2 separate regions of the Rattus norvegicus genome follow, and region 2 is linked to region 1. Evidence: chromatin contacts called from public Hi-C data. All regions are on one chromosome and are shown on one strand. Each heading gives the region's core, a stretch centred on a gene start, on an enhancer-like site or on the middle of the called end of the contact. The rest is flanking DNA. Distances are from core to core; before and after follow the strand shown.

The links. A called contact is a pair of places that touch in the nucleus more often than the background predicts.
Region 2: a Hi-C map of hepatocytes shows a contact between it and region 1, with 2.1 times the contacts expected there. The contact joins the promoter of Lsg1 here to the promoter of Ppp1r2 in region 1. A contact is called at or near these places in 2 of 12 Hi-C or Micro-C datasets (hepatocytes and mammary epithelial cells).

The regions. Positions count from the first base shown.
Region 1 is chr11:82,973,671-82,979,899 of GRCr8, reverse strand. It overlaps Ppp1r2 (protein phosphatase 1, regulatory (inhibitor) subunit 2), which reads right to left and starts at 2,266. Exons shown (of 6, transcript NM_138823.3): 1 at 2,011-2,266. The coding sequence starts at 2,132.
Region 2 is chr11:83,645,474-83,651,702 of GRCr8, reverse strand. It overlaps Lsg1 (large 60S subunit nuclear export GTPase 1), which reads right to left and starts at 2,893. Exons shown (of 14, transcript NM_001013421.1): 1 at 2,780-2,893; 2 at 1,250-1,376. The coding sequence starts at 2,878.

The DNA.
Region 1 (6,229 bases), core at 1,017-3,516:
GGAACATGTTGCCAGCTGGGGCCAAACATGGCGAGGCCCTGCTTGCTGTTTTTGGCTCTCACATTATTAAAAGTGTTCTTTGACTTTTCTGTTATAACTATTAACATACATTCCGGAACTCCTTGTACAAAAGGATGAGTTTCATTGACCTTTTGATACATGAACATCACATACTTTATACAGTGTGTGTCTTCCTTTCCCTTCCCTTTCCATGTTGAGGATCAAACCCGAGGACTTGTATATGCAACTATATGTATACAATAATGTAGTTTTATTGCTATAATTTCTTTGTTTTACCATTTTTCAATAGTTGATTATGGAAAAGCTTATCTTTTACCAGTTGGGACCATACACACATCATGAACTTCAATGAACTATGTTTGATGGGGCCTGCTGAACTTGGGCTACAACTACAGTCAAGGCAGTCGGTCAACTAGCTTATAAAATCCTTTTTAAGTGAATCTGTCCTGCCAGGAACTCTTTCAGAAGGAGCAATTTATCTAGTGGAGTCAGTCTCATTTAGTGGTATGGGGGGTGGGGGGTAAATCTTGGGCAAGCATGGGAGTCAGAGATCTAACTGATAGAACAGTGCTCTAGATCATAGAGCATCAAATCTGAGGATGTGAGTTAAGGGTGCTGAGAACTGAGATATTTGATAGTTGGACAAGTCAATGAGGACCTATCCTGCTGCTTGACAGTCAAGCTGTGGTGAGCGAGTGCCTTCTGGACTTCCTGCTACTATGCTGTGGCATTCAGTTTTCCCATGACCCACAACCTGTCAAAGCACTTTAAAGCAGCTTATTCCAAGTACAGCTTGGAAAACTATGAAGGCACGCAGTTCTCTTCAAACTCAAAGAATGGGGGGAGGTGGTGTTGCTGGACAATGCTAAATCCTTTCCCTGTCTCTGCGGGACACAATTCTAAGTTGAATCCACAAAAGGGGTTTTCTCCAAATTTCCCATAAAATTGTTTCCAGCTAGTTACTCTAAAAATTCCAAATTAGATCCTTAATATAGGAGTGCCCTACTTCTAAAAGTCTAAGACTTCACAGCATTCTCACTGCTACCTCCACGGACTTCAGTAATCTTTCTTAAGCCTTGTTTCTGAATGCAAGAGTTCCTATTATAATTTTAGTAACTTAGACTATTCGAGGCCCCCTTAGAGTCTGACCCGGTGGTATAATTAGTTATACCCTAGACGCTGTACTACTGTCACACTATTTTCATTGAGCACTGAAGCCTGGGTAGTTTTCTCTGTAGCCAGAACACCTCTCTGTTTTTTCAGGCTGGAATATCTTTCCATTATACAAATGTACCATAATTAATATTTCACCAGTTCTCACTAATGGACCTTGGGCGGTTTCCAGGTATTTACTAATACACACAATGCTTTACGTCAATATCTCAAGTTGCTTCTCTCTGAAGAACTGCGTTTAGATATGCAAAACAGGACCCAAAACTAGATAGAAAGCACCCAAACCTCTAGCTCCAGGTACAAAAATATTTAGCAACAGTAACTTTCCATTAAATGCAGATGACTGATTTTAAAATTTTGGTTTCATTTAGTGCAGAGATAATGACAGACCAGGAACTGAGAGACGAACGCAGTAAAGTGCTTAATGGAGAAATAAATGTGTTTGTGCTTCTGGTTGTTTTTTTTAAAGTGTTGATCTCATTAGCCTGAACCTAGATTGAAATTGAAGGGCAAAAAAGAAACTCCTTTGCCTTAGAATTTTAGCTACCTTGGCTTAGGCTAGGGGCATAATAAAAGCTTAACAGTTAAAGCTTTGAAACTTCAATCTGATTCCTTAGCGTTCCGAAGGACACGAAGTTCAAAAGCCAGGCTTAAAATGTGCGTGTACTTAGAAAATAAACGAGACAAACGCCACCGCCTCTGGCGGCTCCGGTCCCACTCCACCCCGCGGCCGGAGGGGCAAGGCTAAGGCCGGCTCCCCGTAGCCGCCTGTCAGCCGGGAAGGCGAGGCTTCCAGGCCGGCCTCCCGGCTCTCACCTCAGCTCCTCTTCGACGGTCCGGCGGGGCTGTTCGGCCGAGGCCACCACCGAGGAAGTCGTAGAGGTCTTGTTCTTCAGGATTCCCTTGATGGGCCGGTGCGAGGCCGTCGAGGCCGCCATTGCCGGTCGCTCCGGCTGCTGGCTCAGGGTCGCTGCTGGCGTGGGGTCCCGGAGGAGAAGGGGTGGGCACTGCAGAGACCCTCCAGGCAGCCGTGGAGCCCAGGCCGGGCTAAAGCAGTCGCACCTGCTGTCGCGGAAACCACTACCAGCGTCTCCCGCACGACACAATGACCGCAACGCCACAGCTGACGCCGCGCGGCTGGCGGCCCTTCGCCGCCGGCAAAGCAGCCCGCGGCCCGCGGAGGAGGCCGGCCTAGTGGCCCAGCGCGGGAGCGACGCGGATGCCAAAGCCAAGCCCGGCCCGCCCTCTCGCGATATCTAGAGCGGGGCGGGGCGAGAACAAAGCCGGCCTTCTTGCCCCGCCCCTTCCCGCCCGCCCGCCCGCCCCGCCCCTCCTCTGTGTTAGGTCAGCTGAGTCCTGACCCAGCAATCGTGTCAGTGAGAGACCCGCTGTCTGCCTTAGAGATCTACTTCCTAGCACTCTCCCATCGCCGTATGAAACCTTGTTGCTATTTCTGTCTTATGACAGAAAACTGAGGCTCACGGGTGACTCACTCCACAAAGATAAGAGATGTTAGCTGACTGAACGATATAGCTCCCGTTTCTATTTAATCTTTGTAATCATCTTCTTTTTCCTTTTCTTTTCTTTTCTTTTCTTTCTTTTTTTATTTGAGACAGGTCTTTCTATGCAGACCAAGCTAGTTTCGAACTCACAGAGATCGACCTGCCTCTGCCTCCTGAGTGCTAAAGGTCTGTGCCACCACACCCAGTCCTTCGCGATTTAACTTCCTACTATAAAATCATAGAATACCAGTATTGGAATGGTCCTCAAAGATCTATTATGAAGCCACAGAATAGTCATTTTTGTGATATCACAAAAAAGCCTGCCTTGGGATAATAGAACCTCTTCTTACCATTGGAGAAGCAGACGGACAGAAAAGAGCCACCACTTCCACACAGTCCATCCATAGTATATGATGGCCACAAGGCAAAGTCGGTGTGGCACTGGAGGACCGGAGTGGTGCCCCTACAAACCAAGGATCAACAAGACATCAAAAGTCCGGGGAGCCATTTTCAACAGATCCAAATTCTCAGTGCTCTTAGAGGGAGCCAAGTCCCCTGCTCTCAATTTGGGAATTCAAGCCCCCAGTACATTTTCTGTTGCTTAAAGTTTCTCGGGTGTGAAACTTCGTTGTCCCACCTCCTTCAGCCTTCAAGTCCGTCACACAGTTGTGTTTGTTCCACTACTCTGTCCTGATCAGACCTCTCAGAAACCTATGACAGGCCAGAGCAGACTACGGCACATGGGAATGCCATTGCCATCGGATCGACCCCAGTCCTCTGGGACCTTAGACAGCTAGGTGTCTGGTAAGAAGATTGTCACAGGGATACCCACCCATACCATGAAAGGGTTATCCAGCCACAGCGATGCCAGAACTTCCTCCCTTCCCGGGCTCTGACTCAGGAAGCCTAGATGGAGGAGATTCCCAGCAACTTGTTTGCTGGGGAGAGGAAGGCAAAGTGCAACTATTTTTAAGCAGTAATCTCACTCAAATAAGAGTCTTCTGCCTCGGTGCCTAGCAGACAATACTGTTTGGTGTCTTTAGGGCTCTGTTCCTGGGAACAGCGTCCGGTTTCCTGAAACGGTCAGATTTTCCAGACTGGCCCCTGGCTGAGTTCCTGCCAGAGGAAAGCCTCACTAAGGGACAGGATGCTGGTGGAGGTAATGGAGGGGAAGTGCACAGGAAGGTGAGAAGGGAAGCAGCTTTGCAGCTCATCTTGCTGAATGTGCTCTCCTGGGATTTCTGAGGCAAAGCTATAGAGCCACGTCCTTGGCTTGGGGCCCACCTCTGTTCCCAGTCAAATGTTTCATCCTCCCTCCTTGGCTGGGACCTTCCAGTAGATCCTGTTAGAACCTGGCCGCCAGGTCTAAACCAGAGGCATGGGAGCCCAGGGAATCAACAAGCTGCCTCTTCTCACTCTGCTTCCTGTCAGAGCCTAGCTCAGCAACGATAATCTTGTTTTGAAGAGAAGACACAAGACTTTCCTTCATGTTGATAATTACTGGGTCACTCGCTTTGTTCCTGCTTGGCCAAACTGAGCTGTGACTGGGCTCATAATTGAGCACCGCCTTGCTTGGCGAAAGGGAGCCTTCTAATGAACGTTGAGGCCACAGCATGACATAATGTGTTTTATTACAGGAAGCTGAAAGACGCTGGGTTAGAAGGTTGTTTCTCTGAGAAGCCTTGGAAAATGTTTCCCTCATCAAAGTTAGACTTTTGCTTCATTCTTTTCTATGCTTGATTCTATAAAAAGTGAATAGAGAGGAAAATTCCTTAGAAACCAGCATGGGGGGGTTGGGGATTTAGCTCAGTGGTAGAGCGCTTGCCTAGGAAGCACAAGGCCCTGGGTTCGGTCCCCAGCTCCGAAAAAAAAGAACCAAAAAAAAAAAGAAAAGAAAAGAAAAGAAAAGAAACCAGCATGGGAGTTTGGCTGCAAGCTTTTGAGTACCAATCAGGTTATCCTCGCAATTTAGAATAATCGACTCACTTTATACCTCAATGTAGCCAGAAGATCTCTAACTGCCTCCAAACAGAAGCTCTCTCCCCATCCCTCTGTGAGGCTGGCCTCGGGAGGGAGGAGGTCTCCTGGAGCAAACAGCGCAAGCACCACCTTTGATCACGCGGGTGCCACGTTTCCAGAGTGACCGCTTCGAGATGGAATCTTCCAGTTTGGATTCTGTTTCTGAAAGTAGCTTTTAAACTCAAGGCAAATCACGAGCATCATTTTAAAAGAAATTAGGGCAGGTGAGATGGTTCAGCGAGGCAGAGTGTCTGCTGTCAAAACTGACCAGAGGTGGATCCCTAGGACCCACACAGTAAAAGGAGAGAACCTCTATGACCTCTACACGTGTACATGCACGCACTCACACACACAAATGTAATTGAAGAATGAACATTGAACAAAATGGTCTGCCAGGCGTTCTTTCAAGATTTATTTTTTATTTATTTGAGGTATATGAGTGCTCTATCTGCCCAGGCAGGCATCAGACCTCACTGTAGATGGCTGTGAGCCTCCATGTGCTTGCTGGGAATTGAACTCAGGACCTCTGGAAGAGCAGTCAGTGCTCTAACCACTGAGCCACCTCTCCGGTCCCCACCTGTGTTTGAACATTTTGTGGTGATTGCCTGACCCAGTGCAGCATATGGAACAGGAAGAGAGATGCTTTTAATGCACCCTTAGCATGCGGCTTAGTCAGTTGTCTTTCTGTCCCTCTGTGGGTGGACTGACTGACTGTTAGAGTTCCCACCCAGAGCAGGATTCTAAATTCCAGAGCTGGTAGTGGCTTCAGCAGCTGGGTCCGTCCTGCAAGGCTAAGCTAGCTCTCTCTCTACCTCATGAGCGTGCCCCACCCCAACCTCCGGAAAATACCCAGAGGTTATGACTTAATGCCCACCGAATCAGCAGAATAGCCAGAATAGCAGAGTGTCCTTTTCAGGTAATTCCTCCCTGGGCAGGAAGATCACAGATTTTGCAGGGGCAACATTATCTGATCAAAATACAAAAAGTCTTAGAAAGGGAGACCGAGCCCCAAAGGGTGCTAAGAACAAAGATGAATTATTCTCTGCTTGAAAAGTAGCTTTGATGTGCGTCCCTAGAACTCTCTTCTGTTGCTCTTCAAAGATGGTGTGGCAGAAGCTTGGGAGTGACCAGGACAGCTTCTACGAGACAGAGTACAGGCCCTTCTCAGGACACAGAGCTTTCACTGGTCTAAATGTTTTAAAAATGAGTTACTCCTGGAGAATCTGGACAAGCAGTCCCTTTCAAAGCCTGTGAGACCAAAACTGGAACGAGACGGAAAAAGCTGCTGCGATGTGGGGAGTGGTTAGCAAGAGAGGTGAATTTGTGCTTTGGCTAAATTCTGAGTTTATCTTGGGTCGGGTCACTCCTGCACCTTTGTTTGTTTGCTTGTTTTGTGGCTGAAAGTTTTCCACATGTGGTCACTGGTTTGGTTTGTAAATCATTGAAGAAAACAACAAACAAACATACTGTAATTTCATTGTGTCAATTTGGCCAGATTAGATGACAATTTATTA
Region 2 (6,229 bases), core at 1,644-4,143, 670 kb before region 1:
GCTTGAAAGTCACCTCCCATACACTGTGTATGTATATTAAGACATATCGTGTACCATAACTTCATAAAGCTAGGAGGTGGGTAGCATGACTATCCCCTCCCAAACCCCCAAATCAAAACAAAAGCTCCCCTCAAACAAAACCTACCAGAAAATGAAATCTGAAACTATGTCTGTCATTAATTGCCTAAAAACCTATAAAGAACCCTTTATCCCCAACCCCTTAAAAGACAAGTCCTCACTATATAGATCAGGCTAGTCTCAAACTCCCTGACATTCACTTACCTCTGCCTTCTGCACTCTGTGGTAAAAGGCATGGGTCACCATACCTAGCCTTCCCTTTCTTCCTCCTGGGAATATGGCCCTTGCCCACCCCCTCAGTGTCTGTGCTCATTAACACCTGTCCCCTGCACCAGCACAACCAAACTTGTGACAATTTTCTCAACAAAGTAGATTGCCATTTCACATCCTGTCTGGATGCCTCTGCCTGCCTGTGTCTTTTGTTTGGAGATAGGGTTTTGTTATGTAGCCCAGGCTGGGGATTTATTATTTGTAGCCCAGGCTTGCCTCAAACTTAGGGCAAGTGCTGCCCAGGTGCTGGGATCATAGGTGTGCACCAATCTGAACAGTTGTCTCCTGCTCATCACCCAATCTTGTCAGAAACTACTAGGAGCCTGCTGTTTCTTAGACTTCTTTCAAAACATATAAAAGAATATTTTTAAAAATGAATAAAATGTATCTCTTAACATTCTCTGAGTAGCCAGCACAATGAATGAGAGTAACTGATTCTAAATAAAGGCATTTGGAACAAATAAACGAATGACTTTCTAAGGAGCACAACATCTGTAATAGTAAGAGAAATACATAATAGTATCTGTCAGTGACTGAGTGCACGCACTTACAACACAAGGTTCCAGACAGCAGCAAGGATGTTTTGAACTCAATGGTGAATTACAATCTGAAGTGGTATTTGTTCTGTGTTTGAGCCGGGGTCTCACTATGTAATGTAACCTTGGCTGGTCTGGAACTCACAGAGGATCCATCCATCTGCTTCTGCTTCCAGAGTGCTGGGATTAAAGGCATGCACCACCATGCCTGACATCTGAAGTGTTCTTTAGAGGTGAATTTAAAAACCAGTGTTGACTTTACCTTACACCCATGGGACCGCCCCATACTGCTTTTTGGATTCATTTGAAGTGAGCAAGATGGCGGTGTGGCCAGTGTCACAGGCACCAGGTAATAAACAACTCACCAGCCACGAACTCCGTCCCTGCAAGTTCTGCAGTTGCAAGAAAGTCCTCGAGGGAGCTCTGTTCCGTCACTGACTGAAGATTCAGACGTCCCCAATCATAACCATCATTGAGTTCACTCGTATGCAGCTACGAATAAAACAGAGCAAAGAGTGAGGCAGCTCTCTCCTGCGCCTGGCATCCACAGGCTCTACCTTTGCTTTTACTGGTCTATGTTCTCAAGGTGGTTGACTCTTCTAAATGTATACTACCAATACCTAACGCTAGCTAAGAGGGGGGCCCAGCTCAGCAAAATACTTGCCTGTTGCTGTCAATGGTGTTGATATCCGGCAGTACAAAAACCCAAGATCAAATATTTAAATGAACACTTTCTTATCTCAGCAAGAGCATTTCCCTTTTATCCTATAATTTTATTTTCTGACTCTTTTGAAACGAATTTTATTGTGTTCTCATTTTACCATCAAGAAAACAGGTTTAAATAGGTAAAATAATTTGCCTATAGTTGTAAACCCAGAGTTTGATATACACCACCCTAAGTTATATGCTTATATGGGTCAAACATAGTTTTTTAAAAACGAAATTAAGGATTGAAAGCTTAGAATTAACAAAAATCAGGATACAAGTTAGGATTTCTTTTTTTTTTGGTTCTTTTTTTCGGAGCTGGGGACCGAACCCAGGGCCTTGCGCTTCCTAGGGGATTTCTTTAGATTAAAATTAAACCTCTCCACTATTTCCCAAAGGTTAGTACATTGATAGGTCACCACAAAACCAGGTGAGAGGATTAGTCATCAATGTCCAGACTTGAACACTGAGAAGCATGCGTGTATTCCTCACAGTATCTGTTTGGAAATGGGACGGTGTGATGGACATGTACCAGGGACAAACAACTTCAGTACAAGACCTTAGTGAGGACTCAGAATGCCCTCAAATACTCTGCTAGAATTAATTTCTCTATTTCATTTACTTCTTAAGGCTCCTACTACGATCTTTCCTAAGCTTCTAGAGACAATGTCAATTCCTTAAGATAAACTCCAAGGGGGCAAAACAAGGGAAAGCAGGGATCGGATTTATTTGTTCTTCTGATGGAACCAATCACTTCCATTGGATCGATTCTCTGGATAACTAAAAATCTCAGTTTAAAGATCCAAGCGTGGTAGCCACGGCTTGTAAATCCAGGACTCTCCAGGCACAGGCAGGAGGAAGGCAGTTCTGGGCCACTCTTCGCTGCATACGGACACTCTGTTTCAAAATTTTACGATAACACGTAATTTTCTTTATAGAAATTTCCAAGAGCGTCCATGGCATCTAGGGCAAAAGCCAAACACAGGGAAACATTCTAACATGAAAGGCTCTTCATGTTTTCACTCCTACTTTATTACACACTAGCTCTGTTTTAAAGCCTCTCTGCGCCCTGCGCCTTGTCGGTGTCTGCTTCGAATTCCTGTTCAGGCGTGACTTCTAGCTACAACTTTTGTAGCATGGAGGCTCTCAGAACGAGACGGGAAGAATATGGAGAGCACGGACGTTCTTACCCAGGAGTCAGTATGACGGTGACTGCGGCTTCGTTGAGTCTGATGCCGGATAAGTACCCGACCCAGTGACCCACCACCCGGCGCTCTTCTCCGGCCCATAACAGCGTATCAGCAGCACGAACCACTTCTCAGCGCGTGAGGCTTCCGGTTTCCCTGGCTGTGAACCAGGAAGTGACGTAAGAGCGAGTCTAAGTAGTACAGTTCCGAAGTGAAGCTGCAGGGTATTGAATGACTTGCTTCAGGATGATTTTGGTAGAGCCAGAGTTTAACAGTACTATAGAGAAGAAATGTAAAAATCGATCGGGAGGATTCCTTATGGCTACTCCTTCGACTGTTCCCCTTTTGATAGATTGACCGACTTAAGAGAATGGTACATTCCAGACTTGTACGTCACTGTTTAAAGTCCGGCGGGAAATTGGGCCAACTGGAAAATATGACCGCTCACGTTCGCAGCACTTTCGACGGGAGGAGGGCCCTCGGGTGAAGGGGTGTTTCTGTGGCTCTAGGTGGCAGAAGTTTCCTGATGCTGGTTTTTCAGCTCAGTTTTTGTTTTCCTAGCATTCTGTAGTTGCGGAGCGGGGAGAAAAGTTCACACATGGTTGAGAGTTTAGAATGGGTATCATTTTCAGAACTTGAAAGTTGAGAACAAAAGCCGGCGCTTTTAGGGGAAGGGAGGGAGGTAGAGAGGGAGGAAGAGAGCGAGGGAAGAGAGAGAGAGAGAGAGAGAGAGAGAGAGAGAGAGAGAGAGAGAGAGAGAGAGAGAGAGAGATATTAAGCATTGTATCAACATTTTTTATAATTAAAATTAAAGCTGTCTTTAGTGAGCTGTCTTCACTAATAGATATTTAGTGCCCCAACCGATCGTCAGCTTTCCTCGTAATGTGTATATAAAAAGTCTGGCATGGTGACACACATCTTTAATCCTAGCACTTGGGACACGGAATCTTCACAAAGAGAGCTCCAGGACAGTCAGGGCTACACAGTGAGACCCTGTCTAAAAAAGAAATAAGTGTATAGTAGTTGGTGCTGAATAACATTCTCATTACTGGGGAGACCACTGTAACATGCTGCTCAGCCGTGGAAGGAGTTTTTACCGGCTATAGATCAAAGATAGGCAGTGTCTGGAATTGACCGGCTATAGGTCAAAGATAGGCAGTGTCTGGAATTGACCGGCTATAGGTCAAAGATAGGCAATGTCAGGAATCGACTGGCTATAAATCTAAGATAGGCAGTGTCAGGAATCGACCAGCTATAGATCAAAGATAGGCAATGTCGGGAATGGAACATGAGTCTTGTTACTCTTCCGTATTATTGAGAGGACTCGGTCAACATGTATTTTAGAAGTCATTGTTGCTAACTTGTTTGATTAATCTATGTATAACGCTAAAATATAACTAGGTGGCACATAAATATATATATGCACATGCACATATATGTATACACATATATACATATGTATGCACAAATACACACACATATATACACACAATTTTTACTTGTCAGTTAAAACAATTAAGAAAAACATCAGGAAGGCACCTAGTCTGGTACTTTTCTAGCTTTAATGTGTACAGAAATTTCCTAGGAATAAGCTTAACAGACTGATTCATAAGTTGTGATTATGATGTGTCTGTCTGTCTGTCTGTCTGTCTGTCTCTCTCTCTCTCTGTGTGTGTGTGTGTGTGTGTGTGTGTTGTGTGTGTGTGTTTAACAAGTTTCCAGGTAACAAGTAGCAAGAGTAGCCCATTCCTTTCTGGTGTAGATGAAGATACTGCAGTGGATTAGCTAGAGGTCGGCCATAGCAAGTTAGCAGCTGGCAGAACTAGGACCACAGTGCTCACCCATTTCTGATCTTTGCCACTTCCTTTTTGTGTGCCTTACCTCCACTAGACTCTTGCTTAACTGGAGTGGATTTTGTGGAGCTCCCAAAGGATTGACAAAGTTGGTGGTAGCTGGAAAGGCTTTGAGGAGACAGTGCTCACAAAACACTGAGAAGGGATGTAAGAGAACAGGACTTCTCCATTTCCCAACTTAGAAGCATGACCGTATAAATCTCTGAACACAATCTCCAGGGGGAAGATAGAGAGAAGCACACAAATAACATTAGAGAGAGCATCTGGCATTGTTAAAGATAACCCTAACTCAAAGAAATGAAGAGAGTTGTGCATTTTAATGAAGGCAAGGACAACAGACAGTGTAGAGAAAATGGCCATCTGATTACTAGATTTCAACCAATAACTCAAGGCTTCACCCTAGTTCCGTTTTCCAAGGCTTTGAAAAACACTCTTGGTTGGTTGGTTGGTTGGTTGGTTGGTTGGTTGGTTGGTTAGCTTGTTTGTTTTAAGACAGACTCACCACACAAACACACAGGGTTTCTCTGTGTAGTTCTAGCTGTTCTGGAACTCTGTAGACCAGGACAGCCTCGCCTCAGATGCTGGGATTAAGGTGTACACCACCACCACATGGCCCAGAGTGAAAATTTAATCGATATTGGTTGGGGAGTGTGAAAAGAGCATCAACATGGTAAGATTAATTAACAGTAACTATTCCAAGCTGCCAAGTAAGGCACAGTCTATTTTAAGATTTGCTCACAACACAATACTCAAAGAAGTGAGTCTTCAGTTTTCTTATATGGCTAATAGGAATAAGAGTAATGGTCATGCCTTTAATGTGGTGCATGCCTTTAATCCCTTCGGGAGGCAAGCAAAAGCCAGTCTTAGTGAGTTTGAGTATAGCCTGCTCTGCATAGAGAACTCCAGGCCAGCTAGAACTACATCATAAGACCCTGTTTCAGAACAAAGCAAATGGAATGTTCAATATAATTTTTGTCCTGCAAATGAAACAAACAAAATAGTTCTGGAAGATCATTGTCCGATAGTACGTGGAGATACCCATTTGGCACATTTGAATATCCTCTGCCCCACCCCACATACACACACCCCAACTGAGCAATAGACGTGAGAGCCCAGCTACATAATTGCTCATGGAGAAGGGCAAAGAGGTAAGCAATTGAGGGTGCTGATGAGGCAAGAGCATAGGACCCAGATTCGAAAGAGTGGAGTGCAAGTGAGGATCATGGTGATGAAGGATTGAATAAAGGGCTGGATGCCGCCAGAAGGAGAGGGATGCATGGATGAATCAGCCAGGTCCCTGCCCTCTGACTGCAGGAGCTATTCCACCCACACACTTTGGGGAACAACCTCGCTCGGCCAAATTCCCACCACTGCTTTGTCATGCCATCAGAAAAGCTCATCTACAAGACCCCCACCTGAAAACTCCCAGTTCCCAGAGCTAAGCTCTTCCATGGAAACCAGGATTGCCTGAGAAACTGATTCTTGGGGAAGTCTGCATTGGTTTGGGGGTTGGAAGCCTGTATCCGCCTTCCAGAGAGCAGCACAGGGAGTGCACCTCATCCACGGTGTTGCATAATAGGTGACTTACCTTGTCCAAACA